Linked DNA regions of Xenopus laevis: region 1 is linked to region 2. Evidence: chromatin contacts called from public Hi-C data. All regions are on one chromosome and are shown on one strand. Each heading gives the region's core, a stretch centred on a gene start, on an enhancer-like site or on the middle of the called end of the contact. The rest is flanking DNA. Distances are from core to core; before and after follow the strand shown.

What was found. A called contact is a pair of places that touch in the nucleus more often than the background predicts.
Region 1: a Hi-C map of the XTC cell line shows a contact between it and region 2, with 3 times the contacts expected there. The contact joins the enhancer-like site here to the promoter of zmynd12.L in region 2. A contact is called at or near these places in 2 of 4 Hi-C or Micro-C datasets (the XL177 cell line and the XTC cell line).

Annotation. Positions count from the first base shown.
Region 1 is chr7L:98,761,495-98,767,384 of Xenopus_laevis_v10.1, reverse strand. It overlaps foxj3.L (forkhead box protein J3), which reads right to left. Exons shown (of 14, transcript XM_018226066.2): 10 at 5,493-5,603; 11 at 1,695-1,784. Among protein-coding and RNA genes, the nearest start is that of efhd2.L, 38 kb to the left of the region's middle. Within about 2 kb of position 4,369, at least 1 of the 7 cell types and tissues checked has an H3K27ac peak or open chromatin away from gene starts, as enhancers often do.
Region 2 is chr7L:98,648,029-98,653,844 of Xenopus_laevis_v10.1, reverse strand. zmynd12.L (zinc finger MYND domain-containing protein 12) reads right to left here and starts at 3,490. Exons shown (of 8, transcript XM_018226080.2): 1 at 3,237-3,490; 2 at 1,494-1,635; 3 at 199-370. The coding sequence starts at 3,346. It overlaps ppcs.L (phosphopantothenoylcysteine synthetase L homeolog), which reads left to right and starts at 3,513. Exons shown (of 3, transcript NM_001092270.1): 1 at 3,513-4,291. The coding sequence starts at 3,850.

The DNA.
Region 1 (5,890 bases), core at 3,120-5,619, 110 kb before region 2:
CTGATTTTAAGTTTCCCCGCATTTTACATGTTTTGTTTGTGGTCCCACCAATTTATAATGCATTTCAATGGGTGCATTCCCCAATTTTAAGTACCATATATACTCGAGTATAAGCCGAGTTTTTCAGCACCAAAAATGTGCTGAAAAAGTCTACCTCAGCTTAACTCGAGTCAGCGAGCAACAGCCCCCTACTGCTTCACGAATGTCTGAGCTACTGACCGGTGTCCCGTGCCGCGCAACTTTGCCCATAATCGCTCCCCGAAAAGACTCAGAAGGGAGAGTAGAGGGAACCAGTCCCATACGAACATCTTCCTAGTCGTGCGCGATGACGTCATCATGTGCCACGCGTCTGCGCACAAAGTCACTGCACGTGGCTGTGCTGTTTGCGCCTCTGCGTGGACATGGACTGAGCGAGCAACAGTCCCCTACTGCTTCACAGCGATGCACCCGCACTATGTTTTTCCCGCAAATCTTCGGTTCTGGATGCGAATCTGACCTAACCCTGAGGATAACTATGTGACTATCTTTTATTCCTCTACTATCCTGCCGATGCGAATGTTTTTACATTTTTATGTCTTATTTATGTCATATATTTGGCAGACAGTGAAAAACTAACCAGCCATAACAGGCAGGATTATTGTATTTTTTCTTTTATTGCAAATCTTCCACTCACTTGGTAAGTGAAATAATGAATTATATTAATAATAATCTGTCTGCTGACTAAAATAAATAATAATATGAGCCAATTCAGTCAAACAGACTTTAGCAAATGCTACAGCCTGCAGAGATTTTTTTTAAGAAGGGTTTTTGGATTATTGAAACCAGTAGCTACTGCATTTCTCACCCTAGGCTTATACTCGAGTCAATTCATTTTCCCAGCTTTCGTAGGTAAAATTAGGCACCTCGGCTTATACTCGGAACTGCTTATACTCGAGTATATACGGTAATGTTTTCCTGGATTTTACATCAAAATTTTGTCCTGATGAAAACTGGTTTTTTTTCTCTATGGATGCTATTATTTGCGAAATAAAGAGGTTTAAAATACTAACCAGATCTATACATTACCATGGTTCCTCTTGTAAATGGTCAATTCGAATCAGTCTGCCCCTTATACAGTCCTGCATCAATCACTTATTGCTTTAGGTTGTGTATGTGACAAAGAGGCCTTGCCCCTGCCCCCATAGCAGGGGCGTAACTATAGAGGAAGCAGACCCTGCGGCTGCAGGGGGGCCGAGGAGGTATAGGGGCCCCATGAGGCCCTAATTCATATACAATTTCAATAAATATTGGAGAAACAAGTCAACCTCTAAACATTTTGGGGGCCTGAAAAATAATTTGCTGTGGGGCCCAGTAATATCTAGTTACGCCACTGCCCCATAGTGTAACATTAATGCTGCAATGCTTAACCCTTGTTATTAACACACTAAATATTGTATCAAAAAGTAAAACGGACGCCTGTGCTTCTATCCTTTCAGTACTTGAAGAAAAACTTACGTTAACACATTTCCCTGATTTTACATTTTCCTGGATTATACATAATTTTTTCCTGGTCCCCTGAAAAACGTAAAATGGGGGATTCTACTGTATTTATATAATACACAGAAGCCATGAATAACCTGTAACATGTATCCTTATAAACTGCTTGGTTATTAATAGATGATATTAATTAAGCAGATTAAAGAGCGGATACATACCTTGGAACTGAGAGAGGTCCACATCAGACCAGTTGGCACTGCTAGCAATACGGCAGCTTTCCTTCAGCATGTCTAAACTGGAGAGCCAATCTGTGGAGAATGAACAGTATTAAAATATCATACAATATTTATCTACTTTCAAAACAGAGTTGGGTGTTTTATTTCCTTGTATGTAAATATTACTATATGTCATACAAAGATATAATGCAATAACTATAGTAAGATGAAATTGCACCTAGAAATTGGGAAATACTGGTGCTTATGCCACAGAATACCATGAGGAACATCTTGTGTACATGACCCAATAAGACGGCAGCTTCACATAAATTTCCACTGATTAAATGGGCTCTCTATAGAGAAGCTGGACATTTTCTAATGGTTGAGCCAGACAAATTATCCATACTAGCATATGGGGCAGATTTATCAAAGGTCGAATTTCAAATTTATAATTTTTTTTTTTTTACTCTAATTAATTTAAATGTACTCAAAACTTGATTGTTATCTAATTTAATGAAAAACTTGAATGTCTAAAATTCAAAAGGAACTTTACTCACCCAAAAACTCTAACCTAATTCATATTGATTTGATTCGAGTTTTTCTCCAAAAAAAGTTGAATGTCAGGAAGGCTATTAACATCTTCTAATGGGTCAACAGGCCTCTGCCATTGACTTGTAAATGAATTCGGCAAGTTTTAGGTGGCATATATTCGAATTGAATTGACCTCATGGTCGAGGTGTGATAAATCTCACATTCAAATTTACATTTGGTTTCGTGCTTTTAACTTCAAATTTGTGAGTTTCAACACAAAAATTTTCCTTTGAATTTACCATTTGACCCTTAATAAATCTGCCCCTATGTATTGACAGCTTAAAGGGGTTGTTCACCTTTAAATTAACTTTAGTATGATGTAGGGAATGATAGTATGAAACATTTTGCAATTGGTTTTAATATTTTTTATTTGAATTATTTAGCTTTTTATTCAACTGCTCTCCAGTTTGCCATTTCAGCAATCTAGTTGCTAGGGTTGAAATTACCTTAGCAACCATGCATTGATATGAATAAGAGACTGGAATATGAATAGGAGAGGATCTGAATAGAAAGGGGAGTATTAAGTATCAATAACAATAAATGTGTAGCCTTACAGATCATTTGTTTTTAGATGGGGTCAGCGACTCCCCAGTTGAAATCTGGAAAAAGTCAGAAGGCGACAAATAATTCAAAAACTATAAAAAAAAAATTAAAAAAAGAAGGCCAATTAAAAAGTCGCTTAGAATTAGCCATTCTATAAAATACTAAAAGTTAACTTAAAGGTGAAGCACCCCTTTAATCACTAAAGAAAGGAAAACCTTGCAGAAAGTACAGTTAAAGCACAGTGAAAAATGTATACCATATATATTCGTGCATAAGCCGAGTTTTTCAGCATCCAAAATGTGCTGAAAAAGTCTACCTCGGCTTATACTCGGGTCAGCGGGCAGTAGCTGAGATTGCAGTCACTTTTAATCATTCCTATACCAACAGTTCACTTGGGGAGAGACTGCAATATCCCACAATGCTTTCTGTTGGTTATATGAAAGAATAACAGTGCGCCCTCTGTTGGTTTTATGAAAGAATAACAGTGACTGCAATATCACACAGCGCCATCTGTAGGTTATATCAAAGAATAACAGTGACTGTAATATCACACAGCACCCTCTGTTGGTTATATCAAAGAATAACAGTGCGCCCTCTGTTGGTTATATGAAAGAAAAACAGTGACTGCAAATATCACACAGCACCCTCTGTTGGTTAAATCAAAGAATAACAGTGCGCCCTCTGTTGGTTATATGAAAGAATAACAGTGACTGCAATATCACACAGCACCCTCTGTTGGTTATATGAAAGAATAGCAGTGCGCCCTCTGTTGGTTATATGAAAGAATAACAGTGACTGCAATATCACACATCGCCCTCTGTTGGTTGTATGAAGGATTAACAGTGATTGCAATATCACACAGTACCCTCTGTTGGTTGTATGAAGGATTAACAGTGATGGCAATATCACACAGCGCCATCTGTTGGTTGTATGAAGGATTAACAGTGATGACAATATCACACAGCGCCCTCTGTTGGTTGTATGAAGGATTAACAATGATGACAATATCACACAGCACCCTCTGCACATGGTAGTGGGACAGTGGGACAATGCACACAGTAATCCGTTTGACAATTCTCTGTCACCATCAACTTTGCAAAGAAGTCCGGTTGATCGCTGGGGGGGTCTCTTTTGGCGGAATGTGCGCTGCTGGGAGACAGGGCTGTAGTTGTGTCTAGGCTTATACTAGAGTCAATACGTTTTCCCAGTTTTTGTAGGTAAAATTAGGTACCTCGGCTTATACTCGGATCGGCTTATACTCGAGTATATACGGTATATGGTTTATGAGCCAGCAAGGCTTAGGCAAACTATAAAAAGAAACAACCTTTCTATATATATTTGTCTTTAAACACAAAGGCCATGATGTGCAATATTTTGGAGCTCTAGATGCTGCTCTACTCCTTAAAGCAGGGGTGCCCAGGAAGTCGATCGTGGGCTACCAGTAGATCCCAGTCATGTAACTGGTAGACCGCGACCTGGGGCTCTGCGTCAGTATAAAAGACATCTGCCTGGACTCAAAGCAGAGGAGGAGGGCGGGCTCAAAGCAGAGTGGAAGTGCCGGCTCAGAGGAGAAGGGCGACTCAGAAGAGAAGTGCAGAAGGGCCGGCTGAGCTGAGGGGAAGGGACACAGGGGAATGAAGGGCAGGCACGGGGAAGGAGTGCAGGCTTCAACAAGCACGGAGACAGGGAAGGAAGGGAGGACTGCAACAGACACAGAGGGGAAGGAAGGGAGGACTGCTACAGGAACGGACACAGAGGGGAAGGAAGAGAGGACTGCTACAGGAACGGACACAGAGGGGAAGGAAGGGAGGACTGCAACAGAACGGACACAGAGGGGAAGGAAGGAAGGGAGGGCAGGCTACAGACACGGACATAGAGAGGAAGGAGGGCTGAGAGCAGCAAGCACGGAGGGGAAGGGAGTGTGTTCAAACTTTCATAACCTGCCAAATTTTGTAAAATGAACATGGTAATCAGGGGATGTGGCCACAAAAAATAGGCGTGGATTAAAAAATTGCTGCGCGTTATCAAGATAGATCTCCTGCTGGGAACCAGGTGTCGAGAGTAGATCCCAGTAAAACAAAGTCTGGGCACCCCTGCCTTAAAGTAACAAAGAAATCTTTAGTTGAAGGGAGGAATGTCAGGGTGCTAGAGGAATCTATTATATACTCAGAGCGCTATACATATCTGTGCCTTTAAAGGGCAACAAAAGGCTCAAAAATCATTATGTTTGTAGTTCAGTCTGAGACAGCAGCATAGGGGTCAGTGTTTGGTGGGAGCAAATGGGCCTGATGTCAAAAGATCTGGTCATTTGACAACCGCTTTTCACATGTATGGCCAGCTTTACTTCTATTTTGGAATCCTCCAGTATGTCCTGCAAACAGTGCAACTACATACACAGGTCTGGGTGTGCATTTAGCCCTAGGAAAGAGGAGAGGGCTGGCACAGATTCCTGCCCATGCTGTAAAAAAATGAAGGTAAAAAGTCTGCAAGACAAAAATAGCTATATAAAAACATTATTCCATGGATCCATTCTTCAGGGTTTCTTGTTAAAAATTTTTTGGTAGATCCTTCTTCTGGTGCTATATTAGTAAACGCAAAGGAGAAGGAAATGTAAAATCAGTAGAGGTGCCAGGTTGCTGGGCACTCCCAGTGATTCTAGTCACTTACCTGCTACCCCCAAACTGGTGCTCCTCTTCTTCAAAAAAGCCATCAGCCCAGAATACTGTTTGAGGGTGTCGTGCCACCATCTTGTTCTCGTGTCCAAGGTATCTCCTGCATCTAAAGAAGTTGGGTGAATAGGCAGTACAAAAATTGGCAAATAGGTTCTGTACTGCACATCCACTTGCCCAGGGGAAGCCTGAGGCAGAGAACAGGATGGTGACATGGTAGAAGGTTAAGTGACTAGAATCGCTGGAAAGCCACCCAATTTGGCACTCCCAAGTGATTTTACTTCTCCTTTAATGTACATCTGTGTTGTCTGTGTAGTTCCTTCCTCCCAGAAACACACAGTCACAATACAGAATACAGCTCTATGCAAACAGACACACACAAATATCTGACAATGT
Region 2 (5,816 bases), core at 2,241-4,740:
TTGTAACAGTTCTTCTACTGGAGAATGCCATATACTAACTTGCCATAGCTTTATGCTGGGTTTCCCTCTGGCTCTGTGCCATCTGCATTCCCAATCTATTGGATTCATAAACTCCAGCTAATTCAGCTGTAAATGATCTCTTGAATATTGCTATTTTAGCCAGAATCCAACACTGTCATGCAGAATACATCCACTTACCAATGTTAGCTTCAGCAAGGATAAGGTATGCAGGCACTAACTCCACTGTTGCCAATCCAAACACATCAATGGTGAAAGAAAGGGAATGCATGGCTGCTGGGATTACATCTGCATGCCATCCCCCATAAAGGTGCTTTTGGGCTTCCTTTAAGGTAATGTCAATCAAATGTTTCTGTTAAAGAAAATATACAAAGCTGATTATCAGAATAATAACATAATAATAATAAACCTTATCAGTCAAACAAATGGAACACATACAATAGTTCTCTATATATATAGAGCTCTGAGTCCTCTGTCAAAAGAAACACTGTATTTCTTATCTTCTATTGTGTACACATGGGCTTCTGTATCAGACTTCTTGCCTTCAGCTTAAACCTCATTGCCCTGGGCATGAGCATGCTCAGTTTGCTCCTCCCCCCCCCCTTCTCTGCTGTAATCTGAGCCCTGAGCAGGGAGAGACTCAGGCAGGAAGTGATGTCACGCCAAGCTAATACTGCAGCTGCTATCCTAAACAAACAGAGAGTTTCTAGAGCTTTTTACTCAGGTATGGTAAAACATTCTACAGAATAAATATAGCATTCTAGCTTGCACTATTGCAGCTAATCTTTTGGCAATAAAATGCCTCCATAGCTTTCCTTCTAGGAAAGTGTAAATCACTAATGGCTTACCTGATACCCTGTATCGTCTCAACGAGCACCATGGAGTGATGCTTTTCCTGCATCTTCTTTCTTTTCGTGGGTGTGCATGTTCAATATAGTAAAAAGCAAAACTTATACAAAAAAGTTTTTACTCTACTGTGCATGCGTCTGCTGCAGGCATTGAAGGAAGATGAAGTAAAAGAAGAAGAGTATCAGTCGGTAGTGCTCAGTAAGAAGAACCCCAGGTCAGTGAAGCTTTTTGCTAAAAGGAGCACCAGACCAGAGTTCCTTTTGCTTTAATGGTTTTTGGAATAAACCATTGTTGTTCCGTTGGTTTAGACTAGAGTCACATAGAGCTGAACTCAGCAGGGCAATTTCAGCACTTATGGTGGCAGACACCTTCTTCTGTTTGCATCTGGAACCATTGTGTTGGCTCTGGTGCAAACACACCTGGCAGATTTATGCAAAGAAACCTCAGGATTTTTATCTCTGTTTGGGTCACTGTTCTTAACTGCATTGCTTAAACCAGAGCACTGGAATATTGCCTATCTTCCAATTTTGATGATATGGCTAAAAAGGTTACATCATTGTTCTCTCATATATTGTACCAGCATGTTATATTCCTGAGTTCCTAACATCTCTCTTGTATGCACTAACCTTTCTCTGTAATAACTGCTCCAAATGATGGGCTCTCTCTTCTGCAGAGCTGCCAAATGGATGGGCTATGCGCAGGGGGATCAATAGTTGGCATATCTTCTCATGGACACTTACCCAGTCAGCCTGTTGATGATCAGAATCACTAGAAAACAAATTCACAAATAAACCTGATTTTGTTATGCAAGTCTGTAATAAAAACAAACCCGTTACAACTCATCCATGTTGCGTTAAAGGGATTCTGTCATGATTTTTATGGTGTCGTTTTTATTTCTAAATCACACTGTTTACACTGCAAATAATTCACAATATAAAATTTCATTCCTGAACCAACAAGTGTATTTTTTTAGTTGTAATATTGGTGTGTAGGCAGCAATCTCAGGTCATTTTACCTGGTCATGTGCTTTCAGAAAGAGCCAGCACTTTAGGATGGAACTGCTTTCTGGCAGGCTGTTGTTTCTCCTACTCAATGTTAAGGTGGCCATACACGGGCTGATAAAAGCTGCCGACAGACCGAGTCGGCAGCTTATTGGCCCGTGTATGGGGCCCCCCAACGGGCTTCCACGATCGAGATCTCGATCGGATGGGACTAGAAATCCCGTCGGATCGCGGCCGCATCTGTTCGTTGATGCGGTCCCGCGATTCAACCGTCCGTTACAATTTGTTAACAGACAAATCACATGACTTGGGGCAGCTGGGAAATTGACAAAATGTCTAGCCCCATGTCAGATTTCAAAATTGAAAAAAAAAAATCTGTTTGCTCTTTTGAGAAATGGATTTCAGTGCAGAATTCTGCTGGAGCAGCACTATTAACTGATGCATTTTGAATTTTTTTTTTTTTCCCATGACAGTATCCCTTTAATTTTTAGTATATTATAGAAGCAGCAGTTCTTAGAAACCTTTCAAGTAATCTTCATCATTTATGTTTTATATTTAATTACTTACCTTCTTCTTCTGATTCTTTCCAGTTTTTAAATGGGGGGGGTCACTGACCCCATCTAAAAGCAAATGCTCTGGATGGCTAGAAATGTATTGTTATTGCAACTTTTTATTACTCATCTTACTGTCCAGGTCATCTCCTATTTATATTCCAGTCTCTTATTTAAATCAATGCATGGTTGCTGGGGTAATTTGGACCATAGCAACAGATTGCTGAAATTGCAAGCTGCTGAATAAAAAGCTTAAAAAAACATAAATGATAGAGCTTGAAAAATGAAAACCAATTGTCTCAGAATATCACTCTCTACGTCCTACCAAAAGTGAATGCAAAGGTGAACAAGCCCTTTAACCTCTTAGAACTGATCTGGCTGTTTTATATATTACTTTCTAATAGGGATGCGCCGAATCCACTATTTGGGATTCGGCCGAATCCCCGAATCCTTGGTGAAAGATTATTCGCAAATTAGCGGCAGGAAAGGAAAAAATTCTTCTTTTGTGATGAAAAGTCATTTGATTTCCCTACCTGCCCAGGCACAAGGATTTGGCCGAATCCGAATCCTGCTGAAAAAGGCAGAATCCCAAAACTGAATCCTGGATTTGGTGCATCCCTACTTTCTAAATGCATCAGTAATTGTACCTGGGGAAGTGATACTGGGGCTTATTGACAAACTTGGGTGTTAAATTGCAACTAAAGTGCAATAGCAAACAGCAACCAAACAGCATTTAGTTTTAAGCAGTCTACTACAAATGACAAAATAAAAGCACATATCCCCTCCATTCATTGCCTTCACTTGATGGTGGACTTACCAATAGTAGGTGACTTTGCAGCCAGGGCACTGGAGATAGGCCGGGCTATTGCACAGCTCGCACTGCAGTTTGACACCTTTAGGGTTAGACAGGGGGTTCACGGCGGCCATGGGTTGAGCGAGAAGCAGCAAGTCGTACACTTCGTTCTTGCGTTGCTATGGACGCTGGAGTCTCCTCCGACAAAGACCAATTGCGCATGCGCACTCCGATATGCATGTATTTGCTTTCCGGCTTCCGTAGTTGTCTATGCCAGGCAGAAACGTACAGGACGGAGGCTGATAAGTAGAATCAGGAATGTCTAAGCTATGTTCAATCGCAGCTTTCAGTAAAGGGGCTTGAAGTTTAGCAGCAGCTGGCTGGGAGGATGCTGGATATATATGTACACGATACCCTAATAATAAGTACAATAGATGTTGCCCAATACAAATATGGCTACGTCGACCCGCTTACCTACCCGGAAATAGCGCGCCTCGGTGTTAGTAATTCCTCTGCCTGTCCCCTTTGCAGACCCGTCTGTGTGGCCGTGTCATTCCTATTCATGGCTGAATCTTGTCAGAAGCTTCACCAAGACTTTGCCCCTCCGCAGGCATGGATAAGGGAGGCGGCTGGGGCCATGGCGGAGTTCGCCAGAGATCACGGCTCCCGGGGCACAAGGGTCGTTCTAATAACATCGGGCGGAACTAAGGTGCCCCTGGAGTCACGCACTGTGCGCTTCTTGGATAACTTCAGTAGCGGCAGGCGGGGATCTGCCTCGGCCGAGTACTTTCTGCGGGCGGGTTACGCGGTCATCTTCCTGCACCGGCACCGCTCTATGTACCCGTACAGCCGGCGCTACACCTCCCACAACTGGCTGGACACGCTGCGACTGGTGCCTTCCTCGGATGCGTCCGGCCATCAGGTGCAGGTGCAACAGTCGCAGTTACCGGACATTGTCCGCGTTCTACAGGAATACAGCAGCATGAAGGAGTCGGGCCGGTTACTGCCGGTGGAGTTTAACACCCTGTCCGACTATCTGCACCTCCTGCAGGCGGCAGCTCAGGCTTTCAGCCCGCTAGGTGGGTTCTGCTGCAGAGACGTAGCTACAATTTACTTGGGACCAGTACAAAACCCTTCTGAACTTTGCAAATGAAAGATTTCTTTGTAAACATGTATTGCAACTGCTTAGCTCAGCTGTCAGTGATCCATTGGAGCATTTGCAGGGTCTGATTTCTGTATAGTTACCCCTTCAGTAACCTAGCTAAATCCCTTTTGGCCTGGGTGTATAATTTGCACCTAGTCAACCATACATACTAGTCACCCAAACCCTCCACCCACTTCTGTTTGCAATAAGCCATGGTATCCCCTGCACAGTCGCTCAGCCTCCTGTTTGCTCCACCACTGTACACTAGTGATGTGAGGGTCAGGAAAAACTCAACCAGCACCCAACCCTAACCCCACAAAATATTGCCATTATAGGACCTGCACCCACCTGTACCCAAGCATCTCACAGTTAACTCTCTTTCTGTGTGTGCCTCTGGTTCCAAGACAGAGAATGTTTGTAAGTCGTGTAGAGTTACTTTCCCAGTCTGACCCGCACCCAATCCTAATCCACAATAGCTGGCCAAATTTCAACCCAAACCCAGCCAGTGGGCAACCCACATGTTTTGGGTCATCATGCACATCACTACTGTAGAGTCCTGCACAGGTCCATTTTTGGAACCCATACCCGCAACCCGCATTCTTACCCGCAAGTACCTGTATCCGCAACCTGGACCCGCTGACTATCAAGAATCAGGAAGTGCTGTCATCAGAAGTAGACGTGATCAGAAAAAAGGAGTAAAGATCTCAATCGAGAAGACCCGCGGCCCAACCCAGCAGAACCGCCGACCCGCGTCTATACACGCACCTGGAACCCGCAACCCACAGGTTTTTGCAGGTAACCCGCGGGTACACGACCTGCTGCAGGACTCTACACTACTATACACCTCTGCCACAAAGGGGAGGATGATTCTTGCATTTTTTATTTTAACACTGGGAGTTTCCAGTTTTACCTCTAGGTGTGTTATGCTGTACTGTGGAAGAGGGGTTGTGCCCCAAGAAACAATGTCTGGACAGGATTCAAAATAAATTCCAGCATTTCAAGTACAGTACACAGAAGCCTAAACAGGCCCAATATATCATGTCTCTCGATGATATCTTAAAGCAGTCTCTAGAATCTACAGACTGCCAGTCTGGGCCTGCAAAAGGGTATTTCTTATCCCAGTTTAAGGAGTGGCTGTACCTCTAGGTAGCTTATTTTGTAGCGCAAATATGGCAAGGAGGGGTTCTGTCTGTAGGTTGTATCGTAAAACAGGACAGACAGCAGTACTGTTCTGCATTAAAAAAAAAGGTAATTTTATTTGTTACATAAAAACAAGGCCAGAGCCCGAAACGCATAAGGCACTGTCCTTGTTTTGAGCTAAGCAAATAGAGTTTGACTTTATTTTTTTAATGGAAAACTGCATTGCTGTCATTCATCTTTTATAAAACAATATAGGAGACTGAGAAATGTCAATGACTTGGCAGCGTATTTCCCACGAGACACTGGGCAGTAAACTGGGA